Linked DNA regions of Mus musculus: region 1 is linked to region 2. The links are chromatin contacts, called in public HiChIP or PLAC-seq maps. All regions are on one chromosome and are shown on one strand. Each heading gives the region's core, a stretch centred on a gene start, on an enhancer-like site or on the middle of the called end of the contact. The rest is flanking DNA. Distances are from core to core; before and after follow the strand shown.

What was found. HiChIP or PLAC-seq counts read pairs in DNA pulled down with a chosen protein or histone mark.
Region 1: a contact with region 2 is called in an HNF4G HiChIP or PLAC-seq map of pancreatic cancer cells. The contact joins the enhancer-like site here to the promoter of Wnt7a in region 2. A contact is called at or near these places in 2 of 39 promoter capture datasets (HPC-7-derived erythroid cells and hippocampal neurons), 1 of 15 datasets of contacts at CTCF or cohesin (the NIH/3T3 cell line), 6 of 484 Hi-C or Micro-C datasets (B cells, brain, cerebellum and 3 more), 11 of 115 datasets of contacts at active chromatin or transcription factors (embryonic forebrain, embryonic midbrain, embryonic stem cells and 5 more) and 3 of 9 other capture datasets (adipose tissue, embryonic stem cells and pancreatic islet).

Annotation. Positions count from the first base shown.
Region 1 is chr6:91,371,760-91,378,178 of GRCm38.p6, reverse strand. All of the region lies in intron 3 of Wnt7a (wingless-type MMTV integration site family, member 7A), which reads left to right. Among named protein-coding and RNA genes, the nearest start is that of Gm30437, 36 kb to the left of the region's middle. Within about 2 kb of position 4,963, at least 21 of the 459 cell types and tissues checked have an H3K27ac peak or open chromatin away from gene starts, as enhancers often do. A contact at or near this core is called in pancreatic cancer cells, where this site is marked.
Region 2 is chr6:91,409,923-91,416,465 of GRCm38.p6, reverse strand. It overlaps Wnt7a (wingless-type MMTV integration site family, member 7A), which reads left to right and starts at 5,113. Exons shown (of 4, transcript NM_009527.4): 1 at 5,113-5,427. The coding sequence starts at 5,357. It overlaps Gm30437 (a long non-coding RNA gene), which reads right to left and starts at 5,138. Exons shown (of 2, transcript XR_377869.4): 1 at 4,455-5,138; 2 at 3,750-4,360.

The sequences.
Region 1 (6,419 bases), core at 3,714-6,213, 38 kb after region 2:
GCATAGAAGGACATCACATTGCTTCCAGGATGTCTGCTCTACTCCTCTAAGCTCTGAGTCTGACTTAGGACTGGTGAGGGAGATGTAACTTCACTCTCTGGGTCCCTGAGGTAGCTGTAAATTTCTCCTGAGGACAATCCTGGAGGAACAAAGAGGCCATACTAGGTCCCTGCATCCTCTTTCCCACCCTGACAGGCCAGCAGGTCTGTTCACTACCTCATTTAGCTCACATAACCCAGAGGTGGGTTCTCTTACCAGTCCCTGATTTTGTGGTTAAAGAACCGGGTTCAGAGAGGCTGAGCATCCTCAGAGTGACCGCGTCAGTTGGTGATAGACCTGGGGCTTGAATCAAAAACATTGAGAGCTCTTTCTCCTCTGCAATAAGAGACTCTAAGTCTTTTAGCATGACACCGTTTCAAGATAATTTTCAGGCCCATTCACTTCTGCAAATCTGTGGGGGTGGACCCTGAAGCCAGAGAGCCTCTGGAGTGGCAAAGAAGGCACAGCACCTTTGGTTGGCAGGGCTAGGACAGCCCAAGTCCTTGGGAGCTCTGGGTCCTGGCTCCTGAAGCAGCACCAGGAATTCAGTGTTCCCTCAGCCACGCCACCATCTGTTCCTGAGTAGGGGGAGATTCATTGTATTCAACTGGAAACTTCCATGGGATCAAGACCAGACACTCGATCAGAAGAATCCGAGTTCCATCCAATAGAAATCTAATACAATCCCCAGCTAGCAAAGGGTATTTCAGAGGAGATGCCCAGCCTGTATGTCCCAGCTACTTGAGGCCAGCCATTCCTAATTCACAGATGTCTGCTGAGGGTCTCCCAGGAGAAAGCTTCTTCTACATGCCTCATGGACTACACAGCAGAGGGCTCTGCATAGGCAGACTAGCAAGTTCTCTAAAAATGTGTGGCAGGGAGGATGGAAACTAGGATGGTGTGAGAGAGCCTGACAGAAGAAGGTGACAAAGCAGAGGACCCAGGGGGAAAGCTGCCACAGCAAGACAGTGGCAGATATAGGGGTCTTTAGTGGGAATAAACATGGCTTCCCAAGAATGCCCGGTACCAACTGTTCACTGAGGGTGTTTGGCAGAGCTGAGCTGCAGCAGGTGTCCTGGGCACTAGAGAGTAGGATGAGGATTTTTTTAAAGAGGTGGCCACTTGGCCTCTTATGACTGACCCCATCCCTGCCACAGCAAAGCCCAGCTATGCCGGATGTGTATTGGCTTCCAGGAGGGGAGTTGGCCCAGTATAAATCTCCCACCAAGTCGTCCAGAGTACTGTGAGGTATTCAGGTATCCTTTCTTTCCTATCCTAGCCATTGCTAAGGCATACCCAACTTCTCTCCTGTAGCTCCCTGACCCTTTGATCTTTGCAGCTTCTGTCCAATTACTTCTGCTACTAGTGATGCCCTGACCTTGTTTCTTTGCTCGCTTCAAAACTCACAAGTCCCTTCTTCCAGGAAGCCTCTCAGGCACATCATTTGCTTGGCGTATACAGAATGCAAAGGCTTCTGTGTGGGCCAGATAGATCTAAGGAAGAAAGATCCACTGGCTTGTTTGTCTCCCGAACTATGCAGAGTCTTCTGAGAAGAGAGACCTTGCTTGACCAGTCTTGTGTCACCAGCACCTGACATAGGTCTTAGCAGAGGGTAGCTCTCAAATGGCTCTGAAAGGACAGACTGGAGTTCTGTCCCATGCACATGTATTAAAAGCACCTGAAGAGCTTAGGATGCTCTCCCATACCTTTCCAGATCTGATACTAAGTCAGAACTTATGAGAGCCTGGGCCAGGCTTCTGGGCATTCCGCTCCCATTGATTCTGCAGGGCTGGAAAGTCCAACCTGGGAAGAGAAGCAGGTGCCAGCCATACACTAGACTAGAGCCATACTTTGCACACCCATTGCATCAGCAGCTATGCTCAGGGCTGCAGGCTCCACAGCATTTTTGCAGCAGCGTTATTGAGCCATTCATGTGTCACACAATCACACAATCACCCAATGTCAGTGGTTCCTAACAGGTTCATAGAGATACACACCCTTAAAAGAAAGTTAAAACCTTCAACAACCAAAAGAAACTTTTTGGTAATCACTGATAGTTGTGGACCAAAAGGCAAGCAAACTAGCTGGTATCCCAGTAGAGAGGAGGTATAAGCAGGAGGATCAGGGGTTTAAGGCTAGCCTGGTCTATGTGAGATCCTGTCCCAGAAAGACAAAAAGCCAACCAATCAGTCACCATCCTGCTCATTAGTCCCGACTTCCCCAGTTTCCTGATAACTATTGATGTATCTTCTACTTTTGTGGATTTGCCTTTCTAGACATTTCGTGTAAATGGGATCATACTGTCTGTGTGTGTGTGTGTGGTATGTGTGTGTGTGTGGTATGTGTGTGTGTGTGTGTGTGTGTGTGTGTATGTGTGTGTGTGTGGTATGTGTGTGGTATGTGTGTGTGTGTGTGTGTGGTGTGTGTGTGTGTGTGTGTGTGTGTGTGTGTTTCAGTGACAGGCTTTGTATATTACTAGCACGTGTGTAGGGCACATCCATGTTGTAGCATGCTGCTTAGACTCGGAGCATCCCCTAAAGCCCATCTGCTAAAGGTTTAGTTGCCAGCTTATTGAGGGGTCACCAGGTGTCTGGGAGGATGTCTTTGAAGGAGAGAGTGGAGCCTCTACCTATCTAGTCTCTAGCCCTGCCCCCCCCCCCCCCGTTTCCTGGTTGCCAGGAGGTAAGCAACTTCCCACTGAGCACTACCATGAAGGACTGTGACATCACAGCCCCAAAGCAGGAGGGCCAAGCAAGCATGGAAAGAGTTAAGGAACCATGGTCAATGTAAGCATCGATGACCTTGGGAATTTTGCCACAGTGACAGAAGTCTAGGTAGCAACACTTCTTCCCTTTTCATGGCAGAAGACATTATATGGAGAGTTTGTTGTGTCAACACCAAGCAAAATGCAGAGATAACTCTCCAATTCAGATCTTATTAGGGGAAATAAACTAAGGATAGGAACGGAATCTGGAACGCATAGGCTCGTGCCTTAGAGGCCTCTGATGTTGGAAAAAGCAAAGCAAAGTTGGAAACTATAGGAGAGAGAAATCTACACGGCTTGTTTTGAGGTCAGGTCTGATAGCACACTGGGTGCCTGCAGGAGCTCTGACCGTCATGTGGTAGGTAGCATTGCCTACAGAAAGATAGTCTTTAGGTTACAGTGGTTATTCTGTGGTTGGCTGCTTAGTGAAAATAGCTCTTAGGACTGATGGGCCATGGTGGGGTATCCCCATTTTCATGGCCCCTTGACTGTGTTAGTGGAATATGACAAGATGCCCCCATTTGCAAGAAGTTATCAAAACCTATTTGTCTAGTGAGGGCCTTGGGAGTTGTTCCATTTGAACTTTAATGGCTGTTGCTGCGAAGAACACATGCAGACTTGGGTATCTGGCATGACCTCTGTGCTGTTGATGTGCCTAGGCACTGCCACCTCAGAGCTCTCTCCGAAAGTGCATAAGTCTAGGGCCAACAGAGGAAGAGGAACTGATAGACTTCAGGCCTTTGAGAGGGCTGCATAGGCCAGCCCTATCCTACATCTCTAAGGGCTGTCAGAGCATCAGGTTGGTGGGTGCTGGGAATGCTAACTATCTCACCGTTTTGCATTGGTCCCCACCCCCTAATTGAAGGGTTGAGGAGAAATCTATTGTTCTACCCACAATCCCTTTGTGATAGTAAGGACTTTTGAGAGCTCAACCCCAGCACTCTTAACAGCTTGAGTGAGGTGAGCACCATGGCCTAAGGCTGCTACCACCTCATTTCTTCTAGATTGGTGTGTGTGTGTGTGTGTGTGTGTGTGTGTGAGAGAGAGAGAGAGAGAGAGAGAGAGAGAGAGAGAGAGAGAGAGAGAGAGAGAGGTGGTGATGATGATGATGAGAGAACAAGTGTGCTCTATTACTGGAGATTGAACCTAGAACCTCATGCATGCTGGTCAAGTGCTCTGCCACTGAGAGACAACCCTAGAAGTAGATTATTCCACTCTTACAAATATCTTCTAGGTTGGTTGTAGGGGGGAGTCTATTTCCTTCAAAGCTACCACTGCTAGAAGCTGGCATCTGCCTATTGCCAGTGTGACAGTTGATCTGCAATGACTTCCCAGTCCAGACTAGGTCTCTCACTGTGCACCTGGCCGCCCACCTCTAATCCTAGCCTAAGAAATAAATCATCATGTGCTTCAAAGATGAAGGAGAGTGAATAAAAGAGGAAATGAGGCAAAAGTCCACTCACGGATGCCCCAGAGATGGCTGGAAGCACATACGTTTGTTGACTCCACATTCTTCTATCACAGGCAGGACCACCCAACCGTCTCACTCAAAGCCACAGTTCATAGTCTCCACTCAGCTTGGACCATGGGACAGTCCTGTAGCCTCTCTGGTTTATTTATCATCTCAGGAGAGATGGCAGGCAGGAGCACTGTGAGCAGCTACCGTCCCCAGAGCATAGCCACTGCCTTTTGGAAATGGCTCCAAGTGTCCATGAAAGCCCTATGAAGGGGTTATAGCAGCCTCAGCTTGCAATGAGAGGACCTGAGGCCTGCCCAGGCCCACAGCCATGCAGGAGCCTATGTGCTGTCACCTGGGCTCCCACCATGTCAGAGGGTGTGCATATGTGTATGAATGTAGAGGAAGATGAACACATGTGCATGTGCGTGTGCGTGTACGTGTGTGTGTGTGTGTGTGTGTGTGTGTGTGTGTGTATGTCTTTATATAAGTGTAAAACTACACAAGTGTGGCTTGGTGGTGGTGGTGGTGGTGGTGATGCCTTTAATCCCAGCATTCCAGAGGTAGAGGTAGGCAGAAAACTTAATTCAAGGCCAGCCTGGTCTACAGAGTGAGTTCCAGGACAGCCAAAGTTACACAGAGCAAAGGCATGTGAACATGTGGGTCACATGGTTTTGAGGGAGGGTGTGAATATATGTGCAGATGAGACCTGGCACTGCTTGTATGGTAATGAGTACAAGGGTGTGTAGCCTGTAGAGCTGGGTTGGGGCACCCACAGGAAGGGGTGTTGTGGGTTTGTAAGCATTCCTTGCTTCTGGCTCTTTGACCACAGCAGACCTGTGCCAGGAATACAGGAGGAACATGAACCTCAGAGGAGACAAGACTGGGGCCATTTATGAAGTTTCTATAAGACCCCAGAGTTAGAGGACAGGTTTCAGACAAGTCTATAACTCAAGGACAGCAGGGAGTCACTTTGTCCAAGCCTCTGTAACCCAATAGACAACGATTTCTAGAGGCCTCTAGTTTACACCAGAAATCCTCTCTGGCTGGGTCCCAAACCCCTTTTCCTGGCCATGCCTTCTGTGCTCAGGTCTGTAACCCTTGTGCTGCAGTGTGGCCCCAGTCTGTGGAATGCAGCTGTGCCTGCACCCACCTGAATCAGGTAGGGACGCTGGCTTCAAGTGAGTGCACTCAGTATGGCTTAAAGAATGCAACCAAAGAGAAAATACCCCAAGTATTTACAGAAAAAGCTGTTTCCCCTCTTTCATCTGAGTTGCCCAGAGGAATACAGCTGCAGTTAAGTGCAAGGCAGCTTTCGGCTCATGATGGATGGGCCCAAGGATGAGGGGAGGGGAGCAGTAGGGGAGGAGTGAGATGAAGAGGAGCTGTGAAGGATGGGGATCAAGAGGAGGAGGAGCAGCAGCAGGGGGAGGAACAGTGGAAGGAGGAGCAGCAGGAGGAGGAGCAGCAGGGGAGGAGCAGCAAGGGGAAGAGCAGCAGGAGTAAAGAAGCAGGGGGAGGAGCAGCAGGGGAGGAGCAGCAGGGGGAAGAGCAGCAGGAGTAAAGAAGCAGGGGGAGGAGCAGCAGGGGGAGGAACAGCAGGGGGAGGAACAGTGGGAGGAGGAGCAGCAGAAGGAGGGGGAGCAGCAAGGAGAAGAACAGCAGGGGGAGGAGCAGTGGGAGGAGGAGCAGCAGTGGGAGGAGCAGCAAGGGAAAGAACAGCAGGAGGAGGAGTAGTGGGAGGAGGAGCAGCAGTGGGAGGGGCAGCAGGGGGAGGAGCAGCAGCAAGAGGAGGAGGAGTGATGGAGAAAAGTAAGTGCTCCCTGCCTCAGGATGTTTTGTTATAGCATGCTGTCACAAAGAATCTAGTCACCTGGATCCTTGCCCACCACCTGAGAGGTACAAATGGCCCAGAACTGATGCCTCAGAGGGGACCAGGGAAGGAAGCAGCAATGTCAGCTTACTTAGATTCTCACTCTTCAGCTCCCAGGGTCCTGACCTTCTCATGTCTTTTGAACTTATAGTTTAGGGTGGTGGTGGTAGTAGTGGTGGTGTGTATGTCTGTATTGTACACATGTGTGCTTGATGCATACAATTATGTGTGCAGATGCACATGTGCTGTGGCATGCTTATGGTAAGGTCAGAAGGTCTTCCGCTGTC
Region 2 (6,543 bases), core at 3,864-6,363:
CATGCCAGGCACCGATTCTGAGTTGGAGAGATGAGGACCAGCAAGGGGCTGAGGGCCTGCTCTCCTTCATCTTCCAATGTCACCTGTATGAGGAGAAACTGGGCCCAAGCCACTTCTGTCCCCTGTGCAAGAAGTTAACCATGGACTGCAGCAGGCTGCTCTCCCTGACAGCACTGAGCGGAAGTGGGAGTCCTTCCCCCTCTTAACCAAATGGAGCGTCCTAGTTTGGATTTTAGCTGTCCCTACAGGCCCATGTAAAGGCTTGGTTCCTAGCTTGAGGTGCTACTGGGAGGGAACTGGGCCTTCCAGTGGGAGGATGTTAAGTCACTGGGGGCAAGGCCTTGAAGAAGAGAAGAGAACCTCAGCTCCTTCATGTCCCTCTCTTGCTTCCTGGATGTCATGACGGGAGTGTGTTTTTCCCCAACAGCCTCTTGCTATGATGAGCTGCCTAACAACAGGGTTAAGCATCCATGGACCTAAACCTCTGATATCAAACAAAGCTTTCCACCTTTAAGCTAAAAGCTGGGGAGGGTAATTTGTCACGTGGCAGCTGACTGTCATGGGGCTCTGGGTTTCTGCTGTTCCCCAGCTATGGGAACAGGGTCTCCAGGCCTCATTGTCCTGTCCTACCTGCTCTCACCCTGGGGGATAGGATCTGCAGGCAAGAGCTCCAGGGCAGGAGGCCCAAAGCTTTCATAAGAGAGGCCTGGGTGACTCCTGTCACTTCTGACTGCTTCTTTCTAACCGTCGCTCTCCATGGGCTGGATGCTCAGGCTCTTGAAAGAATCACCTGGGTGTCACATCCATCTCTTTGGTGGATGCTGGTGACACAGGCCACATCGGTGAAGCATAACAGCCACTATGATGGGAAGAAGTGTCCTGGCTAGGGTCTTCAGGGTGGTCCATGGGTGCTTTTCATCACCCTGTACCAGCACAGATTTCTTTGTCAGAGACGTTCTTTGCTGCTAGTTGAGGTTCTTCGCAAGCCACTGAGTCACATCAGCTGTGCTTCTCCTCTGAGCACCAGCATACTTCACTTATTCTTTGTCAGTAGTCTGCCTAGCACAGGCCCCAGCAGCTCGATACTTCATTAATAAAAGGGGTTCTATAGCCTATGATTTTTTTTTTTTTTTTGCTTTATGACTCTTTTTTTTCTCTCTCTCTCTCTGTGTGTGTGTGTGTGTGTGTGTGTGTGTTGTGGGGGGTTATGTGTGCACAAGCGTTTACTAGTGTGTTCACCTGTGTATGAGTTACAGAGGCTAGAGGAGGATGTTGGGTGTCCTACTGTGTTGCTCTCCATCTTATTCCCTTGAGACCAGGCACCTCTTAGTAGCAACTGTTAACTGTGGTTCTGGGACTGGGCTGGTTATTTCTTCTGCCCCCAACAGGTGGCGACAAAGCCCAGAGTGAGCGCCTGCCCAGGTATGCTTGGTTTGCCTGAAGAACAAGAAGCCCACCGGGACAGCTCTTTCAATGATCCAAGTAGTGGTTGCAAATGGGGGTGGGGTGGGGTGGGGGGAGATCCTGGGCTAGCAGAAATTTGCAAAAAAAGAACTTCTGCAGACAGTCCCAGACAGTTGATCTAGGGCTCAGGACTTTGGGATGCTTTAAATAAAGTTTCTCCTTCAGAACTCTCAACCCCCTCTAGTAATTGACCTAGAAGTTACTAGCTGCAGAGCATACCCAACAAACAAGCGAATGAAAAACTGTCTTGGACCATGAATTTAATAAGTGGCAGAGCTGGCACCAAACCCCATGCTTAGCTGATCCCCAAATGTGCGATCTCTTCAGCAAGCCATGGTTTTGGTTTGACATAAGCTCTGTGCAGTTGTGTAATCAGAGCAGAAGGACTTTGTTATGAGGAGATTGTACTCTAATGAGAGGCCTCTGGGGTGAGCCTGGATATCCTTTAGGATGGGAAGGGCTCTGCCAAGACAAGCCCAAGGGCACTGGAAACCCAAGGAAGAATTACAATAAAAATATGCTATCTACAAATACAGACCTGGTCCTATGTAGGGATATGTGTCTGACTCATTCAAAGATTTGCAGAGAATATCGGACCCTCTATATCTCTAGATTCTATAGAGCCTGGAACACATTAATCCTTGATGAATATTTGAAAAATGGATGAAGAAGAAACCAAGAACCGTGGGTAGAAGCCAGGTGGGTCAAGGCAAGCTTTTCAGGTGAGTGGGGATGTGGGTGGGTTACAAACTTACCAGGTGGAAAGGGAGCTAAAGGCATTGGAGTTATACAAAGAGGAAGGATAGGGTGCGCCTTTGCCCATGTTCAATGTGCATCTAATGCCTTTAACACACACACACGCACACGCACACGCACACACACACACACACACGTAACATGGGAGCTATGGCTAGAACCAGTGCTTCAAGTTCAAATCTCAACTCTATCATATACTACTGGCTGTGAGGATATGGGGATATTTAATACTCCACGATCGCGTTCTTCATATAAACAGGGATGTGATAATGAGAACAGGGCCTCACAGCATTGTCAGAGGGCTCTGAGGTAACATAGTGCAGTTCTGAGGGCAGTGCAGACATGGGGGGCAGTGCTGCCTCTGGGCTTGGCCATTCCGCCATCCTCAGAATGGCTCCTGTATGCATCTGTGTACCATCACCTGCACCATTCCTGTTTCCCTGACACCGAGGAAGCTATCACAGGCCTGCCCAGAGGCAAGTCAGGAGGGCACAGAGAACTCCTTGCAGGAGAAGGGCGGAGACTGGGTTCTTCCCACCCACTCTTCTGTCTCAGCTTGTTTTCCAATCAGTTCTTCCTCCCCCCCCCCCCCCTTCCCTTTCCCAGCAGATGCCCTCAGCCTTTGCCAGGGCTGTTGCTGTCACCACAGCTGCCACAGGACTTGCAGGTCATGTGTGTCCCAACATCCATGACGTGCATGACTCTGCTTTAAGATGACAATGGTGCATATTGGAAGTGACACACCAGAGAGATGTTCTGGAGGAGACCTCAGATGACTAGACAGAGGAGGAATACAAGAGAATGTGCTATGGGTAAAGAGGACACCCAGACACTGTCCACAATGCCTCACCTGGGCAAATCTGAAGCCAGGAAGACTGAGTGGATGGCTGGTGGCATCTGGAGGGCCTTCAGTGACCTGTGTAGCAATCATAATGGATCCCACCAGTCAAGGTCACAATTAGGACTGTGGGCTGCAGTGGCTGTACATATTCCTGGTTTCCTCACAGCACAGCAGTCATTAGGGTGGGTCAGGGCTCCTGTATGCATCCATTCACCTGCACCATTACCTCTTCCCTGTTATTGAGGAAGCCATCACAGGCCCACTCAGAGGCGAGCCAGGAGGACACAGAGAACTTGCAATGGAGAACGTCTGAACATTGTAGTGGCCATGTTCTGAAAGCACCCCCAGGCTTGGGGGGGGTGATATAGCTTAGTTGGGAAAGTACTGGTTTAGCACTAGAAAAGAACTAGGTTCAATCCCTGACATCCTATAAAGCAGGGTGGGAGTGCACAGTCTGTAATCCCAGCACCCCTGAGGTGGAAGCTGGGGGACCAGTGGGTCAAGGCTATCTCCACTTCAGTCAGATTCATGCCAAAACGGCAATAAAAGTTCTCCAGCACAAATGTCCCATCTGTCCCTGAACCCATGTTGAAGTCTCCCTAGTCCAACAGGCTCCCCAGTGTCCAATTCCCTTCCCAGCCCCCATCAGTGTCTCCATGGGACACCCAGAGATACACACACACACAAATGAGTTACCTGCTTTATTCTCCAGGGTCTCCATTGGACTCCAAACTCTTCTAGGAATACAGTCCCCCTCTCTTCCCTCCACATCACTGGCTTTCTTTCTCTTCATCCTTGCTCCTCCTTCACCCACTCCTAGCTTCTACCATAATGGGCCCAAATCCTGTGATCTGCTGCGGACAGCCCAGCCACTTCCTCAGAGCTAAAACAAACATTTTAGTGCACAGAACCCTCTTTCCCATTGCCCGGTCCCCGGTCCTGTGACCTTCTCACCAGCCGGTGCCATCTGAAGCTATGCATGTGCTTACTGGACAGGGCTCCTGTACGTATCCATTTACCATCATCTGCACCTGTCAATGAGGAAGCTATCACAGGCTTGCCCAGAGGCAAGGAAGGCGCGCACAGAGAACTCCTTGCAATGGAGATTGGTTGAACAATGTAGTGGCCATATTCTGAAAGCGCCCCCCCCCCAGGCTGTACCCAGACCAAGGTCTCCCGTGTTCCTTGAATCCACGGTTGTCAGCATGGCTGGCGCCAGTAGCCCGTGGACGCATGCGTGAACAGCGGCTGTACATGAAGGTATGCATGAAGAACTGCAGTCTGGAAGGCTAAGCAGGCCTGGAGTGGAGAGAAGAGTAGGGGTCACTAGAGTTGGGGCTACCTTGTTCCAATCTGGCTATTCACCTGTTAGTGACTTTGAGTTTGACTTCACCTCCTCAGTTTCTCCAACTGAAACTTGGGCTGCGTGTCTCTGATCAGAAAGACAAAAGGCCAGAATGCACCACCTGCCGCACCCAGCAGGTGTCGCCGTGAGAGCGCTCTGAGCTTTCACCTGCGCGTGTTCTCAGGTTCTGCTACTGGTCATTGGGCTCCAGTCCAATTCCAAGTCTCCACCGGTAGCAAGATTCCGGAGGATCCTGTCACGTCTCGCCTTAGGTGCAATCAGCCCCTCGCACAGACGAGGGTGAGGAGAGAATGTGTGGGGTAGTAGTTCTGCAGGAGTCTCCACCCCAGTTCCCTGTTTCTGGCCCGTGTGACAGAGCTCTAACAAGGCGTGAGGGTTCTGAAATGAGCCTATATCCTCTACACCCAGAGGATGGCCCTTGGGCACCTGCTGGTCTCAACCTGCGAGTTAGCGAAGGATGCTAGGCAGGCAGGATTCCACCGCCCTCCACCCCCAACTCCGCTCCACGCCCCCGCCTCCCACCGCCGCGAGCTCGGAGGAGCGCCGCGGGAGCGCGCTCGGGGCAGACATCCTCGACCCGCGGGCGCTTGGGCGCGGGGCGGGCGCTCCGGGAGGCGGGCGGGGGAAGGGCGGAGAGGGAGGGGCGGGGGCGGGAGGCAGCAGCGCCCCGCAGTCCCCGCGCCTCAAACACTTGCCGCGATCGCTGGCGCGCAGCGGCGCCCCTTGTTGCGCTTGTTCTCCCCTCCTCTGGCTCCGCGGCTCCCGCGCTCTGGGACAGTCTCCAGTGCCTAGCGCGGACCGACGCACCGACGGACCGCCCAGGGAGCCTCGGCCCGCGCCCCCTGCGCAGGCTATGTGGATTGCCCCGCCGGGCCCGGCTGGCGGGATCAGCACAGCCCGGCCCGTGGCACCCGCCACCAGCGGGGACTATGACCCGGAAAGCGCGGCGCTGCCTGGGCCACCTCTTTCTCAGCCTGGGCATAGTCTACCTCCGGATCGGGTAAGCACCGCGCGCGTTCTTTCCGCGCGTGCGACGGAGGCAAAGTTGACTGGGCCCGGGAGGGAGGCGCGCTGCCCAACTTAGCTCAGGAGAGGCAGTGGGAGGTGCAGGAACCCTGAGGGCACAAAGGCTCCCCGTGAGCGGACAACCCAGGGGCGCACGCAATTCCACAGACTCGGGCAGGGGATCGGCCATCCCAAGGATCTCAGAGTCAGGGATACCTCCAGAAACAGACAGTTAAGTGTTTCTGGAAGCGAATATCTGCTCTATGGGGTCCCCAGGAACCGCCCCACCCCCCGCCCCTGCGCGCAAGCCACAAGCACAGTAGATCCGGCAGGACCACAGCCACCCCTAGAGAGCTCAATTCCCAGCAGGAATTCTACGCGCGATATTGTGAGCGCAGCCCTTTTGCAGACAGGGCTACTCATGTAGCAAACGTGGGCCCAGGACTGGGGGTGTTCCCTGGCAAAAGCATAAACCACCTTTCAGAGCTCTGGCACCGCCTCATTTCCAGCGGCCCTCAGACCCCCTTCCCAAGCTAGGAGGACAGCACATTTAACAATCAGAACCAAATAGTACGACCAGAGATAGTTAATGGCTAGTCGGAGACACCAAGGAGAGACGCTCTCTAGCCGCCACCCAAAGAAAGCAAGACAGCCGACCCTGGGGTCGCTGGGGTGGGAGCCAAAGAACCCAGGCGTCAGGAGGTGGGGCAGGAGACACTCTAACTGGAAAGTGGAAGCAGGTGGCTTCTTGCGCTGCGTTGCGCGGCCTCTCTTTGTACTTAGGAAGTGACTTGTGTGCAGCACGGTTTTGGGGACGTGGGGGGCTTTAATCATAGACAGAGGTCCTAGCGCCAAAGGGCTACCTTGGGAGGCTTCACACCTGCCTCTCTCTATACACCCCTACTACCTGTGAACCTCCTGTCGCTGCCTTGGGAAGAACTGGACCCAAGGCCAGGGGGCGTGTGTGGCAGACCCTTTGTGTTTCTCCGCCGCCACCCTCAGGGTTCCCACTTCCCCAACCCCACCTCTCTGGAATGGGATTTCAAAACCAAGTGCGCTCTGAGTGGACTAGGCGGCCTCCAGCCCAACCGCGGATCGAGAGGCGGCTTCT